Regions from separate parts of the Sus scrofa genome. Here region 1 is linked to region 2. Evidence: chromatin contacts called from public HiChIP or PLAC-seq data. All regions are on one chromosome and are shown on one strand. Each heading gives the region's core, a stretch centred on a gene start, on an enhancer-like site or on the middle of the called end of the contact. The rest is flanking DNA. Distances are from core to core; before and after follow the strand shown.

Region 1 (2,700 bases), core at 88-2,587, 150 kb before region 2:
AGTTTTGTGCTCAATGAAGCCATGTAGGCTAAGAAAACCAACAGGCCAAAAGTAAAAAGAACAAAGAAAAAAAATATGTATCATGGCAACACCAGATCCTTAACCCACTGAGTGCGGCCAAGGATTGAACCTGCTTCGTCATGGATACTAGTCAGGTTCCTTTCCACTGAGCTGCAATAGGAACTCCCATCCTAGAGGACTTCTAATGATGTGCTCTTACACCTCCCAGATGCAGGCTGTTCAAAAGAAGCCTGGCCCTTGGGCAGCAGCTAGAGAAATTATGCAGACAAACCCCTTCCAAGAAGAAACTGGGACTCTTGTGTTCTTGCCTCTTGTCTCCGCATTGAACCTGAGGGTTAGCTATGAGAAGTGCTTGTGCACTTGTTTAAAAATTGTTTCCTTATTTAATATGATCCTGAGGGACCTATGAATGCAAAATACCATTGGCTTTCAGTGCTAGGTAATTTGAAAATCTAGACCTTGGGGGCAGCTGTAAAACCTGGGGTTCTACATATGTGGACACACTTCTTTTAGCGAGAAGCTGGAGACTTAGTTTTAGTGTTGGCTCAAACCAGGAGAGGAGACAGGTGAAGTTTCCACATGCCCTCAGGCACCTGGGAGGATTCCAATCAGCTTCCAGGATACCTAACTCTGAGGAAGCCCCTAAGAAAATGTATAGTCCAATCCTTTCCAGGGAGAAACTGTGAGCTGGATGTTTTGCCTACTTCTTGTATGCTAATCCCAGGGGTACCGCCATAGGAAGTGCCTGGTGCCCAGTTTAAAAGCCATCATTTTGTTTAATGTGCTCCTAGAGTCTTATGAATGCCATGTTCCTGTCTCCCTGTGATTTGGCAGTCAGTCCCTTGGATGATAGCCATAAAGTTTGAGGTGTTTAAATGTGTGGTCCGAACTCTTCACTTGAGAAGGAGAAATTGAGAGTTGGGAGTTTCTTCCTAATTATTAGGAACTGTGCAGGAGTGTTGTATGTGTGTGTGTCCTTTCAAGGTAGTTGTTTCCTCAACCACCTGACATGCAGGAATCATGATTTCTCTTGGGGGGAATTGATCCATGTGTAGTTATATATTTGGTGAATCTGAGAAAGGAGGGATAGTCAGGAGCCTCTTATACTGCTATCATGCTCATATCACTTTTGAATACACTGTGGGTATGATTTTTAAGAAAATATTATCTATTAAATCAGTTAGGAATAAGAAAAGTAAAGGTTTTTTTTTGGTTGTTGTTTTTAAGGGCTGCACACATGGCATATGGAGGTTCCCAGGCTAGGGGTTGAATTGAAGTTACAACTACTGGCCTATGACACAGCCACAACCATAGCAACACAGGATATGAGCTATGTCTGTGACCTATACCACAGATTACAGCAATGCCAGATCCTTAACCCACTGAGTGAAGCCAGTGATTGTACCTGCAACCTCATGGTTACTAGTTGGATTCATTTCTGCTGTGCCACAATGGGATCTCCAAGAAAAGTAAAGTTTTTAAAGAAATTTTACCTTCGCTTATCCCATCTTTGATGTTGTTCCTTTCTTTATGTAGATCTAAGTTTCTGACCTGTATATTATTTTCCTTCTCTTTAAAGAACTTCTTTTAACATTTTTTACAAGGCAAGTCTATTGGCAACAAATTCCCTCAAGTTTTGTTTCTCTGAGAGCATTTTTATTCCTTCTTCAATTTTGAAGGATAATTTCACAGAGTATGGACATTTAGGTTAGTAGGTTTTTTAAAATTTTATTTTTTTGTCTTTTTTTTTAGGGCTGCACCCAGGCCACGTGGAGATTCCCAGGCTAGGGGTCCAATCAGAGCTGTAGCCGCCAGCCTACACCAGAGCCAGAGCAATGCCAGATCCGAGCCATGTCTGTTACCCACGCCACAACTCACAGAAATGCCAGATCCCCAACCACTGAGGGAGGCCAGGGATTGAACACGCAACCTCATGGTTCCTAGTTGGATTCATTTCCGCTGCACCACATGGGAACTCCAGGTTAGTAGGTTTTTAACACCTTAGACTTTTTACCTCACCCTCTTCTAGTTTGCATGCTTTCTGAGTAGTCAACTGTAGTTCTTGTCTTCATTCCTATTTACAAGTAAAGAGATTTTCTTTTTTATTTCTTCCTCTCATTATATACAGTAAAGTATATAGATTCAAGTATATGGATTCAACGAAAATTGTTCCTGGAACTCATAAATTGGAGTTCCCTTGTGCTCCAGCAGTTAAGTATTTGGTGTTGTCACTGATGTGACTTGTCACAGCTGTGGCATGAGTTCAATACTGGCCTGAGAAATTCTGTTTGCTGCAGACACAGACAAAAGAAGAAAAACATAAACTTCATAATGAATTAAAATATCAAATCTCAATCAATAAATTTTGGAAATGTACATTTTTATATGACCCTAAGATGTTTATGATTTTGTTGCTACTCCATTAGATTTATTAAAACAATGAGAAAAATGAGAGTAAAAAGCTATGTGCATGTTTCTTTAAAATATCATATTCTATAATTATTTCCTTTCATGAATTTGTCCCACAAAAATCGTATATATGACATACTCGTTACTTTTTACTCACTAGACATTTTAACTATCAGTCCACTTAACATAAGTTCGAATTGAGTCAAAATTCCATACTGGAACTTTATTAGTTTCCCCATGGCTTTCAAAGATCAAGAAAATTTTCACATT
Region 2 (2,700 bases), core at 189-2,688:
TTCGCTTAGCAGCTGCTTTCTCAGAGTCACTGAGCCAGAAGCATTGGCCTGTGTTCAATATCATGTGAGAACATTAAGTTCTAGAGAGTGAATGACTGGTTTGAAACCTTAACTTTGCCATTTGCTACCTGTCAGATCTTAGTGAATTACTTAACCATGTTGAGGTTCAATAATCTCATCCAATAAATAAGGGTAAATATAGAGGGTAATTTGCTGGGTGAATTGAATGACAATTTAACTAAAGAAATGAAATGACAATATAACTAAAGAATGAAATGACCATGCCTAATAATGACACCTGATAGAATTTTTGTGGTGTATTAACCCCCTTCTCTTCCTTCACTTCTGAGTATACAGAAAAAAAAATGTATGCAGCTAAATATACTGGAGAATATGATTTATGTAAAGGCTAAATTATATTTTCAAATTATGCAAATCTCAGGTAAAGGATTTGTAGCCTCTGTTGTGTCTACAAAACAAAATTAGCAGGATAGCCGGGTCTTTGGAACAAATTTCAAATCTATTCACCTGGCCCCAGGATGAGGCTGTTGGCTGGATTCTTTCACCCAGGCTTGGCAGTAAAAAGGGAGACATATACTCTGTCCCTTATGCTTAGTTCCTACCTGGCCTTCCTTGCCTAGCTCATGATTTGGCTAAGAACCTATTCCTATTCTTGTGTGAGAGAAGAATGGACAGGGAGCAATAAGAATGAGAGAGAGGAATGAAGTGTTGTGTTTTAAATGATATTGACATCTAATAAAATGAACCCTCTACACCACTGATAAATCATGACCAAGTGGATTTCAGACTCTGAACCATCCACTCCTTTATAGAGATGATAGAAAACTCCCTTCCCTATGTTCTCTGCATAGGGAAGGAAGATGCCCTTTTTTGATAGACCAAGACACTTTCTTAAATGAACAGGCATGAGCTCTTCTTTCCTCTAATCACACATTACATAGATAGATGGATAAATAAATTATTGTAATTTATCATCATTACAGTTATTATTTTTAATTATTTACCTCATTAACTGAGATTTTTGCTCACTTTGATCTCATTTCAGGACAATTCTGAAACAACAACAACAGAATTTGACTTACCACAGCAAAAGAATGACAAAAACTTAAGTCATTGGTGGCCAGAGTTACTTCCTCCATTTTCTATGAAAAATTTCATGATTACCATCAACAGGGTCCTTGCCAGCACAATGCAGTCCTAGCAACTACCTGTCTCTCTCCTGTGCCCTCAGTCAGGGCAAATATACCAAGTTTGCTCTCACAAACCATTCACTTTCTGTTTATTACTGCTGCTTGTTTTTGACCTGAAACAAATAGATTGTCTGTTATTTCTCCAGCAGAAATGGGTTTATTCAGGATCAGTAGGGAGTTGCCATACAGAGTCTGCAATTGTGGTGAGTCATGTGCAACTACCCAGCGCAGCAAGTGAAAGAGAACTTCTACACTGAGAAGAGGAAGTTGGTGGTGGGGGCATAGTAAACAAGGAGTCCAAAAATTTTCACTGGTTGGGTTGTAGCCAGGAAAAAAAAGAGAAGTTTTTCTCCTGTTGGGCTCTGCTATCTTTGGAGGGCATTAGAGCTCCCCCTTCTGGTCTCCAACTCTGGTTAACAGAGGTTTCTCTTTATTAACATTTTTAATGGTTTATTTTATTTGCTTAATTTTATTTTTAAATTTTATTGGCATACAGTTGACTTAAAAGGTTGTGTTATTTTCAGGTGTACAGAAAAGTAAATCAGTTATACATACACACGCATATTTTTTTTTTACAAAATAAATGCACTTCTGAAATATAAAAAGGTGGTATTATCTAGTAAAAGGAGATTCTGCCAGAAATTGAAAGATGGCATAAATTGTAAGATGAACCATTATTTTATATTAAGAAGCTTTGAATTAAGAATATGTTAGTTAAAATATCACTCAATATCTTCTAATCAATCATCATGAGATCTAAAATTAAGGTTTTAATATAAGTTCATCTGAGAATTAATGAAATGCAATTCATCATGTATAGTATATAATGTGCATGGTTATATCTGGCTGTGCATATCATTATTACTATATGAATATAAATTAAAGACATTAGTCCTCATCTATTTGAGTAAAACAAATACTAATTGTGCATAAGCTATCCATCAGCTACCTTGTTGCATTTTGCAGAATGAATATCAACTTATCTACATAAATTATCTTTGTGGGGTCACTCTCCTATTTGGGGAAACACTTCAATAAAATTACAGTCTGAAGAAATTGAGCATATATGAGTTTCCTAAATTTCAGTACTTGGTTGTACAATGAACTGAACTTAAGAGCATCAACTCTTCTGCTTCTATGTTAGTTATGGACATTTCTGTGCCCTGTTTTGTTCTCCCATTTTGGTAAAAGGAGGTGAGGTAAAATATTTCTTTTATTTCTGGAAAGTAGAATTGTCTGTCAACCCCTGAACTTTGTTTAGTAAAATTAAAAAGTTATACTATTAGTGAAAAAAAATTAAATTTTACTATTTTATATTTTCATTTAAAAATATTATTTGGAGCATTGTACCAAAGTTATTGACTGAAACATACATTTATGACTTATAAAGCAGTAGTAAAATTTGTTTCAATTTTAAAATGTATGATATGAAACAAATATACAATATATTTAATTGGATGGTTTAATTAAATAATGTTCACAGTGAAAT

The links. HiChIP or PLAC-seq counts read pairs in DNA pulled down with a chosen protein or histone mark.
Region 1: an H3K27ac HiChIP or PLAC-seq map of alveolar macrophages shows a contact between it and region 2. The contact joins two enhancer-like sites. A contact is called at or near these places in 1 of 47 Hi-C or Micro-C datasets (embryonic fibroblasts) and 1 of 2 datasets of contacts at active chromatin or transcription factors (alveolar macrophages).

Annotation. Positions count from the first base shown.
Region 1 is chr11:37,624,983-37,627,682 of Sscrofa11.1, reverse strand. No RefSeq gene overlaps it. Among named protein-coding and RNA genes, the nearest start is that of PCDH9, 1.8 Mb to the left of the region's middle. Within about 2 kb of position 1,337, at least 1 of the 83 cell types and tissues checked has an H3K27ac peak or open chromatin away from gene starts, as enhancers often do. A contact at or near this core is called in alveolar macrophages, where this site is marked.
Region 2 is chr11:37,476,714-37,479,413 of Sscrofa11.1, reverse strand. No RefSeq gene overlaps it. Among named protein-coding and RNA genes, the nearest start is that of PCDH9, 2.0 Mb to the left of the region's middle. Within about 2 kb of position 1,438, at least 7 of the 83 cell types and tissues checked have an H3K27ac peak or open chromatin away from gene starts, as enhancers often do. A contact at or near this core is called in alveolar macrophages, where this site is marked.